Linked DNA regions of Sus scrofa: regions 1, 3, 4 and 5 are each linked to region 2. A link is a contact called in public Hi-C, HiChIP or PLAC-seq and promoter capture Hi-C data. All regions are on one chromosome and are shown on one strand. The core of a region is the stretch at or near the end of the contact, and the rest is flanking DNA. Distances in the headings are between cores, read along the strand shown.

The links. Promoter capture Hi-C pulls out the DNA fragments that hold promoters and counts their contacts. Hi-C and Micro-C count contacts between places; a contact is called where the count stands out from the background. HiChIP or PLAC-seq counts read pairs in DNA pulled down with a chosen protein or histone mark.
Region 1: a contact with region 2 is called in a promoter capture Hi-C map of liver, with 6 times the contacts expected there. The contact joins the promoter of ANKRD24 here to the promoter of EEF2 in region 2. A contact is called at or near these places in 4 of 5 promoter capture datasets (fetal liver, fetal skeletal muscle and liver), 17 of 47 Hi-C or Micro-C datasets (alveolar macrophages, blood, brain and 11 more) and 2 of 2 datasets of contacts at active chromatin or transcription factors (alveolar macrophages and skeletal muscle).
Region 3: a contact with region 2 is called in a promoter capture Hi-C map of fetal skeletal muscle, with 3 times the contacts expected there. The contact joins the promoter of TJP3 here to the promoter of EEF2 in region 2. A contact is called at or near these places in 2 of 5 promoter capture datasets (fetal skeletal muscle and liver) and 2 of 47 Hi-C or Micro-C datasets (fetal skeletal muscle and heart right ventricle).
Region 4: a contact with region 2 is called in an H3K27ac HiChIP or PLAC-seq map of alveolar macrophages. The contact joins the promoter of CREB3L3 here to the promoter of EEF2 in region 2. A contact is called at or near these places in 1 of 5 promoter capture datasets (fetal liver), 1 of 47 Hi-C or Micro-C datasets (embryonic fibroblasts) and 1 of 2 datasets of contacts at active chromatin or transcription factors (alveolar macrophages).
Region 5: a Hi-C map of liver shows a contact between it and region 2, with 4 times the contacts expected there. The contact joins the promoter of APBA3 here to the promoter of EEF2 in region 2. A contact is called at or near these places in 2 of 5 promoter capture datasets (fetal liver and liver), 7 of 47 Hi-C or Micro-C datasets (alveolar macrophages, embryonic fibroblasts, fetal heart ventricle and 3 more) and 2 of 2 datasets of contacts at active chromatin or transcription factors (alveolar macrophages and skeletal muscle).

What each region holds. Positions count from the first base shown.
Region 1 is chr2:74,567,111-74,569,810 of Sscrofa11.1, reverse strand. It overlaps ANKRD24 (ankyrin repeat domain-containing protein 24), which reads left to right and starts at 1,409. Exons shown (of 23, transcript XM_021084071.1): 1 at 1,409-2,136. SIRT6 (sirtuin 6) reads right to left here and starts at 1,272. Exons shown (of 10, transcript NM_001114273.1): 1 at 1,198-1,272. The coding sequence starts at 1,263.
Region 2 is chr2:74,745,206-74,747,905 of Sscrofa11.1, reverse strand. EEF2 (elongation factor 2) reads right to left here and starts at 1,365. Exons shown (of 15, transcript XM_003354002.5): 1 at 1,215-1,365; 2 at 1-192. The coding sequence starts at 1,217.
Region 3 is chr2:74,970,117-74,972,816 of Sscrofa11.1, reverse strand. It overlaps TJP3 (tight junction protein ZO-3), which reads left to right and starts at 1,386. Exons shown (of 21, transcript XM_005661351.3): 1 at 1,386-1,633.
Region 4 is chr2:74,586,876-74,589,575 of Sscrofa11.1, reverse strand. It overlaps CREB3L3 (cyclic AMP-responsive element-binding protein 3-like protein 3), which reads left to right and starts at 1,307. Exons shown (of 10, transcript XM_021084084.1): 1 at 1,307-1,461; 2 at 1,980-2,108; 3 at 2,566-2,700. The coding sequence starts at 1,980.
Region 5 is chr2:74,928,711-74,931,410 of Sscrofa11.1, reverse strand. It overlaps APBA3 (amyloid beta A4 precursor protein-binding family A member 3), which reads right to left and starts at 1,334. Exons shown (of 14, transcript XR_002341692.1): 1 at 1,188-1,334; 2 at 1-569.

The sequences.
Region 1 (2,700 bases), core at 160-2,659, 180 kb after region 2:
GAGGGGGATGGAGAGTTAGTATTTAATGAGAACACTAGGAAGATGAAAAAGCTCTGGAAATGGATGGTGGTGATGGTTGTATAACATTATAAATGTATTCAATACTGCTGAACTGTAGTCTTAAAATAGTTAAGAAAGTAAATTTTATATTGCGTATATTTTATGAGTATTTTTTAAATTGGGGGAAAAATAGTCATTTTCAGTGATGGCTCCCTGGCCACCTGGTTTCAATGCAGCCCTCAGCTCTTCTTATCTGCTTTGCTTTTCTCCCTAGCTCTTACCACCATCTGGTTTCTTTTTATTCTTCTTTCTTTTTTTTTGGCTGCAACACAGCATAGGGAAGTTCCCTGATTAGGGATCCAATCCAAGCCACAGCTCCAGCAAGGCAGGATCCTTAAACTGCTGCGCCACAGCAGGAACTCCCCACTATCTGATTTCTTATACTTATTTGCTGCTCATCTGTCTTGTTCTGTGATGTGGCTCCAGGTTGGAGAAAGTGTCTGGTATAAGGTAAGTACTTGAATGTTTGTGGAATAAAGTGAAAAACACCCAGGAGGGAAGAGTGGGGCTGCACATCATCTAAGAGCTCACTGATGCCTGACTCAGAATGAACGAGCCAGCCTTTGTGGGAGGGGGGCAATCTTCTCCCCAGTTTACAGAAGGGGAAAGGAAACCCAGAAAGAAGTGACCCAGCCAAGGTCTCAGCGTACGGAGGGACTTCTTTTCAGCGTGGTTGGAGGAGTGTTTCTGATACATCCTCCAGGTTCCTCCCCAGGTCAAAACCCTTCCGCATCACCCTTAGTGTCAACTCCCCAGCCTGGCACTTGAGGCCCATCCTGGCCTCCTTCTGGAAACCTCTTTGATCTAATCTGCTCTCTAAGTTTATTTCCACCCCACCCCCCCGCTTTGCCCGGGTAGTGCATTCTGCCTGGATATACATTGGGTGCTCCCTTATCAGAACTTGAAGACCACCCCATCGCTGGTCCTTCCCCGAGTCACCAGCCTAACCGACCCAGAGCTGGGCGTGTTCGCGTCCCCGGCCGCGCTGGGGCGTCACTTCCCGCCCCCTCCTCATTGGGAAGTCCCTCCCATTATCTAGCCTCAGTGTCTCCTGCTATTCCCACAATTCCCCGCTGCCGGTAGGCCCCGCCCAGCCCACGGCCCTGGGGGTAGCTGTCGGGATCCCGCCGCGCTCACCTCGGGGAGACCGCACTTGCCCTTGTCTGCGTACGGCGACAGGCCAGCCGCATAATTCACCGACATCCTCACCGCCCCAACGGGAACAATAAAGTTTCCCTTGTTGTGGCCGCTTCCGCCGGAAATGGGGTGGGACGGGGAAGGAGGAGCCGCATTCCCATCCACCGCACCTGGCGTCTCCTTCCAAGACGCATGCGCCCCGGACGGACGCTGCGGTCGCCATATTAACTGATGGCAAAGGGAGACCTGCTTCCAGCTTCTGCTTCGTACTGTATGCTGGGCATGTAGCGGGTGGTGGGAAAAAGGCTGTCCAGTGACCGGGCTGGAAACTGGGGGATAGCCGACGAGAGAGTTCTCTAGTCGCCTCTAAAGCGAGGGGCACGAAGATCAGTGCCCTTTTCCCCTTTTCTCACAAATGAGTGAATTGACGTTCCCCTTACTCGCCCTCCACTCTTGCAGAACAGAGCTTGAGAGAAGGGACCCGGGACTCATGCTCCCAATCCAAGGTTCTTTCCCCTGAAAATTTCAGAATTTTCTAAATTTACAAATGTACAGTACCTGTGCGTCGTGGGGGCAATTTGGGGCCTCACTAAGGGAAGGTTGAGGACGCCACTCTTAAGATACTTGGACATTATCTAGGTGGGCGATAATCACTCAGCAGGACAGGTCTCGACTGCACCAAGAAAATGGAGAAACTGCTTCCGGTCACTGGGGCTGGTGGCCTTTAGGACTCATTTAAGAAATGTATTGCACAGCCACTAGGGGGACGCTGGAGAGCAAATGCAGCATTTCATGACCTAGCAGTGGTGACTTAGTGTGACCTGTGTGTAATGAGGGCATTGAGCAAGGAAGGCGCTCTGGCGGAGGCAGCTGACCCAGCCTGGGAGACAACCAGGAAGGCTTCCTGGAGGAGGAAATGTTTCACTAAAGATCTGAACAGTGAGTACAAGTGAGGTGGGGGAAATCAGCCAATTGGGGCTGACAGGAGGTACAGAAAGAGGGCTCCTGGCAGAGGAACAGCAAGTCCAAAGGATGGGAAGAGCAGAAGAGGGTGGCTCTTTCCAGAAACTGAAATCTGCCCAGTGATGTTAGGGAAAAACATCCATGTCTTCCTGCCAAAGCCTGGTGGCCAACAGACAGGCCCACTGCCAGTCTGTCTCCTCCCTCTGCTCATCCCCTACCATTGGGGGTGGCTGCCTGTTCAGAGCTGATCAGGTGTCAGAGCTGAGTGCTGGGAGCTGCTGGTGTGAGCTGGTGGCCCCGCTGGAGCAGGTAACCAGAGCCGGCAGTGGACACGGTGGCCTGGTGCTGGAGTCAGTGGAGCTGCAGAAGGTAGGGGCAGAGGAGATGAGGGAGGCCTGGGCTGGAGGCTCCCCTTAGGGCCTCAGGCCCCTTGCCCCTGGGCACTGGCATATGGGAGAATGGAGGGCTGGTGTATGCCCCAGTTATGCTGAGGCAACAGGCACCCAGACACACACACACACGCACACACACACACACGCA
Region 2 (2,700 bases), core at 116-2,615:
TTCCTGCTCATCCTTCCGGGTGTCAGTGAAGCGGGTCTCCCCAGCCCGGGCGGAGGCGATGATACCAGCCTTGCACACCAATGAGTCCGTCAGAGTGGACTTGCCATGGTCCACGTGGGCAATGACGGACATGTTTCGGATATTAGCCTTCTTGTCCATGATGGCCCGGATCTGGTCTACTGTGAAGTTCACCTACGGGTGGGGGGAGGAGAGTCTCAGAGGTGCCCAGCTCTCAGGGAATGGGTTTTGGCACTAAGGCTTTGATCAATAGACACTGCTAGGCTAAGGTCAAAGGGGGTTGGTCCTGGAGCCACCCCAACTCCCACTCAAATCCCCCTCTTTGTTGACATTCTTTTAAAAATGCTTCTCACCACGTTCCCTGGTCCTCACAACTCAAGAATGACAGTCCAGAATGAAAACTGAGAAGTCCCAAAGTGCGACATCTTTCCTTTAAACTGAGTAAATACCGGGGTATCACGGAGACCATTTAAAGAATACTGGAGAGCTGAAGCTCCCCAAGTCACACTGTGTTGCCACTGTGTGTACCTCCAGGCTTCCCCCAACCAAAGAGCCTCTTAAACAACCAAGGTCACCCCTCGCTGCGGGGGTCAGGCAGAGCCACCCACGCCACCCTGGATTCCTTGAATGACACCCGCGGTCAGGTGGGGGGACCTGCGCAGTGCTAACCGGCGCGAGCCTCCACCGCGTGGCCCCGGAATCAGGTGTTCACAATTGGGAAATACAGTAAAGACAAGGGATCATGCCAAGGTTACAGAGCGTAAGATGGGGCGCTACCAAGGGTCTTACTCTCCTTTCCTTTTGCCATTTCCTTGCCGCCCACGACTTCCGACAGAAAATCGAACTCAAACTCCTGGCCCGCGGGTTACATAAGGCGGCTCCCCTCTCCCTGCTCGCACAGCGGCGCCCGCCATTACAGCGTCTGCCACATCATCATACCCCACCGCCCCGCCTCCGCCCCAGCCTCGGCAGGACCGGGGACCCCGCGGGGCGGCGGCGCCCCCGGAAGCGAAGTTCGGTGAGAAGTGCAGCGCGTAGACATGGCGGCAACCGCTTTCTCAGCCCCAGGCCCTCCAGCCCCGCAGCCGCCATGTCTACTCCCGGTCCCGGAGGCCACAGCACTCCAGGCTTGGCAGCGCCGGTCCTGCAGAGGCCCCGCCGCTGCTCCAGGCCGCCCTCTGGACAGCACTGCTCACCATGGTGACGGATGGCGGTGGATTCTACCGGGCAGATCCGAGTAAGGTTAGTCGCGCCGAGGATGGCGGCGACGACGGCGGAAGAGAACGCTGACGTCAACACCCGAGCTTTTATAGGCCGACGCCGGTTGGGCGGGTCATCTGATCGCGCTTCGGGGGCGGGGTGAAGCATCGCTGCGCGCAGGCGCACTGACGCCCTCCCCCCGGGTAACCCCTTAGGCGTCTGCAAGGCTGCTGGAAAGTAGGGGGTCTACATTCAGCACTTAAGATTTTCCCTGGGGCGTGTTTGGCCCCGAGGTGGGTGCACGCCTCAGGTATGCAATACTCCGGTGCAGAAAGGGAAGAGCTCAGCCTTAGCTGAGAATATTACTCCAATCCTAGCACGATATCAATTTGTAAAATGCCAAACATTTGTATTAAAACACATTACAATATGAACAGGGTCTGTGGAATGTGCCAAGGTTAATTTCCTGGATTTGATAGTGTGATGTAAATTGACAGTAATGGGGGAAGCTGGGGGAAAGGGTACTAGGGACCTCTCTGTACTATTTTTGCAACTACGTCTATAATTATTTCATTAAAATAAGATTTTTAAAAAGCAGGTAATTTTTTAAGCACTCATTTATTCCAAAGAGACGGGTTGAGCGTCTCCTATAACAGGCATGGCTGTAGGTGTTGCGGATATAACAGTGAACAAAATACCTACTGTCCCACCGCTGTAAGTGTTCTTACAGTAGATACTCGGATTTTCTGTTCGGTTTTCTTGTCTGTAAAATGGGAGTAATCTGTACTGCCTCACCGGGGAACAGTAAAACTACCGCCATACCTGACACAGTTCTCAATACACGTCAGCTCTTTTTAATTAACTATCATTACTATCAATGAGCACTTATTTCAGGAACTGGTTTGCTGTGTCGCGGGCACAGGGGCTGAACGCTTCTTCACATGCATAATCCCATTTTCTATTTCATTTTCCTTCCAGGGGGAGGCGCAGGAAGACTACTTTGCATTTGTGTCCTAATATGACCCTAAGAAACAATTGTATTTCAGATCTCTGACTGGATGGAATGAGCTGGCTTTCAATTCAGTATCTTTATCCTTGATAAAGAGCCCAACTCAATGCCTGGTACACAGTAGGCGCTCATAAGTATTTCTTGCACCAATTAGTGATATTAGCACAAATTAACCCACTTCTTTCCTTAAACTCATTCTGCCAAAAGAAGGGGGACTGAAGTGCTTTCCCTATGCTAGGAGAAGGGATGATGTACACATGTAAAAAGCCTTGCAAGCTCAGGTCTGGACTTAAGCCCCTCTCGGCGTTCCCGCTGTGGCGCAGTGCGGCCTCGTTAAGAATCCACCGTCAGGGCAGGTGTGGTTTAGGTCCGGAGCTCTGGCTGGGATTTGATTCCTGGTCCAGGAAGTTCCATATCCTCTGGGTGCGGCCATTACAAAAAAAGAAAAAAAAAAAATAAAGCCCCTCTCCCCA
Region 3 (2,700 bases), core at 137-2,636, 220 kb before region 2:
ATTGAGGTATAGTTGATTTATAAGGTTGTGACCCACTTTATTTTATTTATTTATTTTTTTTTGCTATTTCTTAGGGCAGCGCCCACGGCATATAAAGGGTTTCTAGGCTAGGGGCCAAACCAGAGCTGTAGCCGCTGGCCTACATCACAGCAATGTGGGGTTCAAGCCAAGTCTGTGACCTACACCACAGCTCATGGCAATGCTGGATCCTTAACCCACTGAGTGAGGCCAGGGATGGAACCCACATCCTCATGGATCCTAGTCGGGTTCGTTAACCACTGAGCCATGAAGGGAACGCCCCCGATTTAAATTTTAAATGACATTTTAAAATGTCTAGCAACTGCATTTTGTAAAAACAAAAACAGGTGAGATTACTGTTAACAATATATTTCGGAGTTCCCGTCGTGGTGCAGTGGTTAACGAATCCGACTAGGAACCATGAGGTTGCAGGTTCAGTCCCTGCCCTTGCTCAGTGGGTTAACCATCCGGCGTTGCCGTGAGCTGTGGTGTAGGTTGCAGACGCGGCTCGGATCCCGCGTTGCTGTGGCTCTGGCGTAGGCCGGTGGCTGAAGCTCCGATTCGACCCCTAGCCTGGGAACCTCCATATGCCGCGGAAGCGGCCCAAGAAATAGCAACAACAACAACAACAAAAAAGACAAAAAAAAAAAAAAAAACAATATATTTCATTTAACCCCATACATTCAAAACTATGATCATTTCTACTGGGATTCCATAGTAAAACTGATGAGCTATTTTACATATTTTTCTGCATCATGAGTTTTCCAAATCTGATTTACCTGCCTCTCCTACATTCAGACCAGCCACCTGTGGCTAGTGGCTAGAAGGTGCAGCCCTACTGTGTGCCCAGCAGAGCTCTCAGCACTTTATGGGTGGACACTCATTCAGTTACTCTAGGAAACAACCCTAGGAGCAGACACCAGTTCCCATTTTTTTAGATCAGGAAACTGAGGGGACCTGAGACTTGCCCAAAACCACCCAGCTAAGTGATAGAAAATTCTCAGTGTAGGAATCCTGCAGGTCATTTGGTGGCAGAGAAGCAGTTTGTGCTCAGATCTGTGGGGAGTGGGGGGGGAGCAGCCCTGCCACAAGCTGCTGGACCACATGCCTGGTGAAGGCACAGCCCCGGCACGGGCTTGGCACGTACAGGTGCAAGGGGAACAGTGGGGAGAAGGGGGAACTGAGGGTATGCCCTTCTTTCATTCATTCCTGAATGTAGTCCCCAGATGTCTCCCAAGCACCTCCCAAATGAGCAAGTCCTTTGCTGATGCCAAGGGCTCAGCAGTGGACAGTGCAAGCAGGCTTGCCATCCCTGGCCTCTGGGCGGGCAGGGGTTAAGGCCAGCAGCTCCCACGTGAGAGCACCTTGCGACAGAGCCACACACCCAACCAGGTCTCTCTCACTCTTGCTGGTTTGCCTGTGCTTGTCACCCTGCTGGTTCTGCCACCAGGCACGGGACTGGCTAGCCTGTGGCCACCACGGGGAGGAAAAGTTGGGCAAACAGGTGGGGAGGACAGAGCTCAAGCCTCAGGTCCCCTCCCTGCCCCCATGCCAGGCAAGCACCCAGGCCCTGGCTCCTGCTGCCTGCCCAGAGGCCACCCAGCCTCCTAGACAGGTGAGTGTCCCCTCCCCCCACTCTGCCTGCTATCCTAAAGGCACTGTCCAGACTGGGCTCCCCACTGCCACGGGGTCCTGGGTCCCCTATCACCTCCCCCTCCCCAGCTCCCCAGGAAGCAGGAAACTGACACTCCTGTGTGGGCATTTGACATAGTTTCTAAGGGATTATCTGGCTGGTAGTTAACTGCCCCTGGCAGCCCGCCCAGGACGCCATAGCCACGGACTTCAGAGGGTCACTGTTGGCTCAGGCAGTGTCGGAGGGCTGAGGGGACACAGGCTGGCCTCTGATCCCAAAAACCTAGGAGGGGAGGCTGGCGGGGAAGTTGCAGGCGAGGCCGCCTGGCATCTGGTGGATATCTGGGCCTCCTGGAACTTAAGAGGGTCCCAAGTTTCCAGACAATTGCATCCTGCCTCCCCCACCCCACCTGCTGCTGGAGTCGGGGGCTGGGCAGGGGGCCAGGGGTTCTGGGGGCAGCTTACCTCGCTTATCTTGATTTCTTCTGGGGGTGAAATCTCCCAAGGGAGAAATGCAGGCAGGGGCAGAAGGATGGTTGTCACAACAGTCTGCAGAGTCAACTGTGGGCAAAAAGCCAGGATGGTCTCCTGGCAAAGGAGGCCCTGGAGAGGACAGGGGTCGGGTGGCAAGAGCTTTTTCTGGGTCATTTTCTCCCCAAAGTGCATGACAAAGAGGGCTTCTCAGCCAGCCCAGTGTCTGATTGCACCTCGAGTCTCTGTCCTGGACCAAGAGGGCCCTCTGGGGCTGGGGCAGCATGAGCGTCCCAGTCACAGGGTAGACAGCTAGCCTGGCATTTGGGGTCACTCCCAGGAAGCAGATCTGCTTAAGATCTGGGGTCTGCGGGGATGGGAGGGGATTCATCTTGATTGTTAGATCCCACCCTGCCTGGGGTTTGGGAGAAAAAAATGCATGGAATCTGACCTGGCCTCCGTTTTCTATTCTGTGAAAATGGGTATAAGAGTCACCACATCACGGGGCTGCTGAGAAAATCATACGACGGTTAATATATTTCTGCCATGGATGCGGGGGGAGTCAGTGTAAACTGTCTC
Region 4 (2,700 bases), core at 58-2,557, 160 kb after region 2:
TATCACCAGGGCCTAAAATAGTGGCTGGCATACAGGAGGTGCTCAATAGTAAAAGCTGATTGAGCATCCCCTGTGTGCCATGCCTTTCTAGATGCTGGGGATCCAGCCAACAATAAAAGAAGCTCTATCCTAGCCCTGAAGCGCTCACATGAAGGGGTGGGGGAGGAATGAAGGATGAGGATAGGCAAGGAGACAAGAAAATTTTAGAGGAGTTCCTATTGTGGCTCAGTGGGTTATGAATCTGACTAGTATTCATGAGAACATGGATTCGATCCTTGGTCTCACTTAGTGGGTTAAGGATCCGGTGTTGCTGCAAGCTGAGGTGTAGGTTGAGGATGCAGCTCTGATCTGGCATTGCAATGGTGTGGCATAGGCTGGCAGCTGCAGCTCTGATTTGACCCCTAGTTTGGGACCTCCCATATGCCACAGTTTCGGCCCTAAAAAGACACACACACACACACACACACACACACACACACACACACACACCAGGAATTCACCTGGGGTGCAACGGATTAAGGATCCAGCCTTGTCATTGCAGTGGTTCGGGTTCACTGTGGTACAGGTTCGATCCCTGATGGAACAGGGATCACTCACATGCTGTAGGTGTGGCCAAAGAAAGAAAATGAAAATTTCAAATAGTGAAAACAGCGATGTGACCTTCCTCTCTGATGGACGGTCAGAGACAGCCTCTCAGTTGTCTGGGCTGAGATCCATGAGAATCAAACATTTATGAATAGGTGAACACAGTGTCAGAGTCAGGGTGAAGGGGATAGGAGTTCTAGGCAGAGGGAGCAGCCAGTGCAAAGGCCCTGAGGTAGATAGATATACATGTAGCTCCATAATATTTATTGAGAATAAATGAATGATAGAAGATTCTAGAAGGAATTGATCACTTTGGTTTGGCCAGAACTTGCTTGGGGGTTGGGGAAGGTAGAGGGTTGCCAGCTCTGATGAGGGAAGGAAATTCCTGGCAGAGGGAGGGGCTCCAGCAAAGGTCTGAGCTGCACTTGGTTTTGTTCTGTTCTGGGAGTGAATAGGAAGTGGCCAGGGGCTCTGAATGTCTTCTGGAGCTGACATACAGGGAATATGACAAGAAATAGCCCCTGAAAGTAGGGGAGAGGTCATGCTAGAGCTACAGCACCCCAGACTTTGGCCTTTGCCCACTGGCGGCTGGAAAAGTGCAAAACATCTGAGATAACGGTCTCTCCTCCCCTCCCCCTAGCCTGCCCCTGTGTCACTGGTCCTTAACCCTGTCCATCTTGCCTGTTCTCCAATCAGCACCTGGGGGTGGGCTGGGAGTGTGCCAGGACTATTTCAGCATCTTTTAGAGGTGGTAACAGAGGCATAGAGAGGCTGGGAGCCCTGGTGGTGGGATGAGCCTCTAGCTCGGAGCATACCAGAAGTCGGCTGGAGACAGAACTGGCTGGGCTCGTGAATGGGGATTTAGCCATTGAAAAGGTGAGCCCTGTACAGGTTCATGGGGGAGGGAGGGTTTATGCCAGGAGCCCTCCCTAAGCTTCCAGAGTTGACAGGAACCTCACACCCCATTGTACAGATGGGAAGACTGAGGCCCAGAGGGGAAGACAATGACCAAAATCATGCCTCTCTCCTGGGGTTGCTCTTGGTCATCCTTCCAGGTTCCCCCTGCACTCTAGAAGCAGGAGCTTTGGGCAGGAAGGGAATATAAGAGAAGGCTGGCTCCATTGGCCTCATGGGAGCTGACCAAGCTGATCATCCCCTGGTGTATCTGTCTAGTGCTTTTTATAGCAGTTGGCTCTCAGGCCTGGCGAGTCTCTGGGTCATCCCCACTGCACAGATTTGGAGACTGAGGCTCAGCAAGTGGGAGCAGCAGTCCAACCTGAGGGCTGAGCTGGGATTGAATTGGAGTGGGACAGACCTTACTTATGATGGTGTGTGGATGGGTGGTGGGGAGGGGAGGGGCTTCATGACCCACAAATGTCCCCTCCTTGCCCCAGATGGCTTCCTCTGCCAGTCCTATGGGCCCTATTGACAGCCTGGAGCTCTTGGATCTCCTGTTTGACCGGCAGGACGGCATCCTGAGACACGTAGAACTGGGCGAGGACTGGGGCCGCATCGAGGACCAGGTGATAACATATCGTGGACACCCCAGGGCCAGAGCCAAGACTCTGCTCTGCTCTATGCATTTACCACTCACAGTGCGTGATTTTTAGCACAGCATGTTATTGTGTCAAAACTTTCAGCTCCCCTAAGGGGCAGGTAACATCACCTTTTTCTTAAAAGTGGTGAAACTGAGGCCCAGAGAGGGTTGGTAACTTGTCCTGGGTCACACAGCAGTTTGGAGTTGGGTTCAGACTTAAACTCGGGGCTCATGCCTCAACATGGTTGGATGCTGTTCCCATGCCCCACGGTTGTGCTCAGGCTCCAACAATGCTGGGACAAGAAGCATTAATGCTTTCCATCTTGCAGAAAGGAAAAGCAAGCTCCAGAGAGGGTCAGGGGCTCGCCTAGAGACACACAGCAGTCCAAAGCAAAGGATGAATTAGGCCTCCTAATTCCCACCAGTCCTCTCCGTCCCAACAGGTTTTGCCTGGCCCGGACTCTGATGATTTCCTCAACTCCATCCTGGGTTCTGGAGATTCAGCGCCCAGCTCCCCAACCTGGTCTCCTGCGGCCAGTGACAGTGGCATCTCAGAAGATCTGCCCTCCGACCCCCAG
Region 5 (2,700 bases), core at 85-2,584, 180 kb before region 2:
GGGGAGCTGCTTGAACTCCCACTGCCACCCCGCTCAGCAGAGGCTCCCTCAGCCCACTCCTGAGGGCCAGCATCTTCCTCTGGGTCCTCAGGGGGCTGCAACAGGCGAGGAGCAGGGTCCAGAGGTTCCTGGGGACACAACTGGGAAGGAGGGCACTCATCTTGCTGCAAAAGGCTCAGCAAGTCATCGCGGCCAGCCTCAGCAGACAAGAGCCCATGGGCATCGGTGATGTCCTGTGAGGCCAGACCATGGCCAGTGGCAATGTGCAGGGGACATGGGGCTCCATCTGGGGACAGGCCCACCAGATCACCTGGCAGAGCTTCAAACTGTTGTACCAGGTCCTGAATATTTAGCCCATCAAGTTCCATTTGACTCAGGCTGCTATGGCCTCCTGGCGCTGGGTCCCACTGGCAATCAGAGGAGAGATCCTGAGAGGGCAAAAGTGTATCCTTGGGTTCCTCCAACTCCATGGCTGGAGATCCTGGAGGAGGTTGGGAGGCTGGAGATCCTGGAGGAGGTTGGGAGGCTGTTAGGAATTCCATGCCAGGACCCCAGGCTCAAGCCAGCATCTGAAAAATAGAATCAAAGATGAGATTTCCTGGGTACCAACCTGTTACTAGGTGCTAGCTGGGTGCTGTTCATACAGGACACACAATGTAATCCCCGCCATACCCTCCAATGAAGGCTTTGCTATGATCCCCATTTTACAGATAAGGAAACTGAGGGCAGAAGGAGCAGTTTTAAGGCAGAGGTTCCCCATCCCTCTCACTACAAACCCCAGGGGATTCTTAGGTACCTGTTACCCCAGACCTCACCCCTTCCACGGACGATGTTCATCCCAGCCCTGGTTCTTCCAAGTCTTCCTCCCCAGACTGGAGACACACCCTTACCATACAGACTAGACAGGTAGAGGTCTCTGAGACCCGGGATTCAAGACCCCAAACTTCAAACTTAATACTAGAGCTCCAATACGCCAAAAAGCAGACTTTCATCTCAAGACCTCCAATGCCATGCTCAAGATTGACCCCAGGCTCGGACCTCGACCTCAGACCCAGCCTGAAGACATAACTTGACTCTAAAGCGGAGAACTAAGTACCTGTTCTCGCTCAGACCCCAGACTCAAGACTTCAGACCTGTGACCTCAGGCGCTGTCCCCAGACCTCGCTCTGCCCCTCCAGGATACTCACGTCCCAAACCGAGGTGGTCTCAACCCACGAGGCCCCCAGGACCCTGCGCCAGAGTTGGTCCAGTCCTGCCAGGCGCCGCCGCTTGCCAATTCCCAGACAGGGCGCCGGCAGATCTGTCCGCGCAGTCCTCCTGGATCACTGGGCATGCGCACGTCCCCGGGGCTTGCTGGGAAATGTAGTTCTGACCCTCCGCGAGGGGGCGCTAGATGTTGGGGCCGCTAGTTTGAATCCCAGACTTCCATTTACCCAGAGTGAAACCCAAGAGCTGGCCTCTGAGGCTTTTTTCCTCAACTGCAATATGGGGTTAAAAAGAACGCTGATTGTGGAGTCCCCATCCTGGCTCAGCGGAAACGAATCTGACTAGCATACATTGGGGACGCGGGTTCCATCGCAGGGTTAAGGGTCCGCCGCTACAGCTCGGATTTGACCCCTAGCATGGGAACCTCCATATTCCGCTTGTGCCCTAAAAAGAAAAAAGAAAAGATGGAGTTCCCGTCGTGGCTCAGTGGTTAACGAATCCGACTAGGAACCATGAGGTTGTGGGTTCGATCCCTGGCCTTGCTCAGTGGGTTAAGGATCCGGCGTTGCTGTGAGCTGTGGTGTAGGTTACAGAAGTGGCTCGGATCCCACGTTGCTGTGGCTCTAGCGTAGGCCGGCGGCTGCAGCTCTGATTCGACCCCTAGCCTGGGAACCTCCATGTGCCATGGGAGCGGCCCAAGAAATGGCAAAAAGGAAAACAAAAAAAAAAAAAAAAAAAGAAGAAGAAGAAAAGAAAAAAAGCACTGCTTGGGAGTTCCCTAGTGGTCTAGTGGTTAGGACTCAGCGTTGTCGCTGCTGCAGCCAAAGTTCAAATCCATAGTCTGAGAACTGAGATTCCGCATGCTGGAGCCAAAAATCAAAAGTGTGGCTCAGCTAGATCTGGCAGTTGTCACTGATGTGGCTCGTGGCTCTGGTTACCACTGTGGTGCGGGTTTGATCCCTGACCCAGGAACTTCCACATGCCACCGACACTAAAAAAGAAAGAAAAAGATGAAGAAATGAGACTGGGAGTTGCCATTGTGGCTCAGTGGTAACGAATCAGACCGACTGGCATTCTGGGCCTCACTCAGTGGGTTAAGGATCCAGCGTTGCTTTAAACTGTGGTGTAGGCCACAGGTGTGGCTCAGATCCTGTATTGCTGTGGTGTAGACTGGCAGCTACCACTCGATTTGACTCCTAGCCTCGAAATGTCCATGTGCCATGGGTGGGGCCCCTAAAAAGACAGGGGAAAAAATGAAGAAAGAAAGAAATGAGACTGGAAAATCCTAAACTAGCGTTAAGAGATTCTCTCAATTCCAGGGACACTGGAAGCAGGGCAGGGACCATACTGTGGACGGACTTTAGCTCACAGTAGGGAGGGTTAGGGTTAGCAGAATGGCTCACCTGTCTTAACGTTACCTCCCTGAGCTTCTGGCTTCCTTAATTGTAAACTGAGGATGATAAAATACATACCTACCTCCTAATCATGAGAATT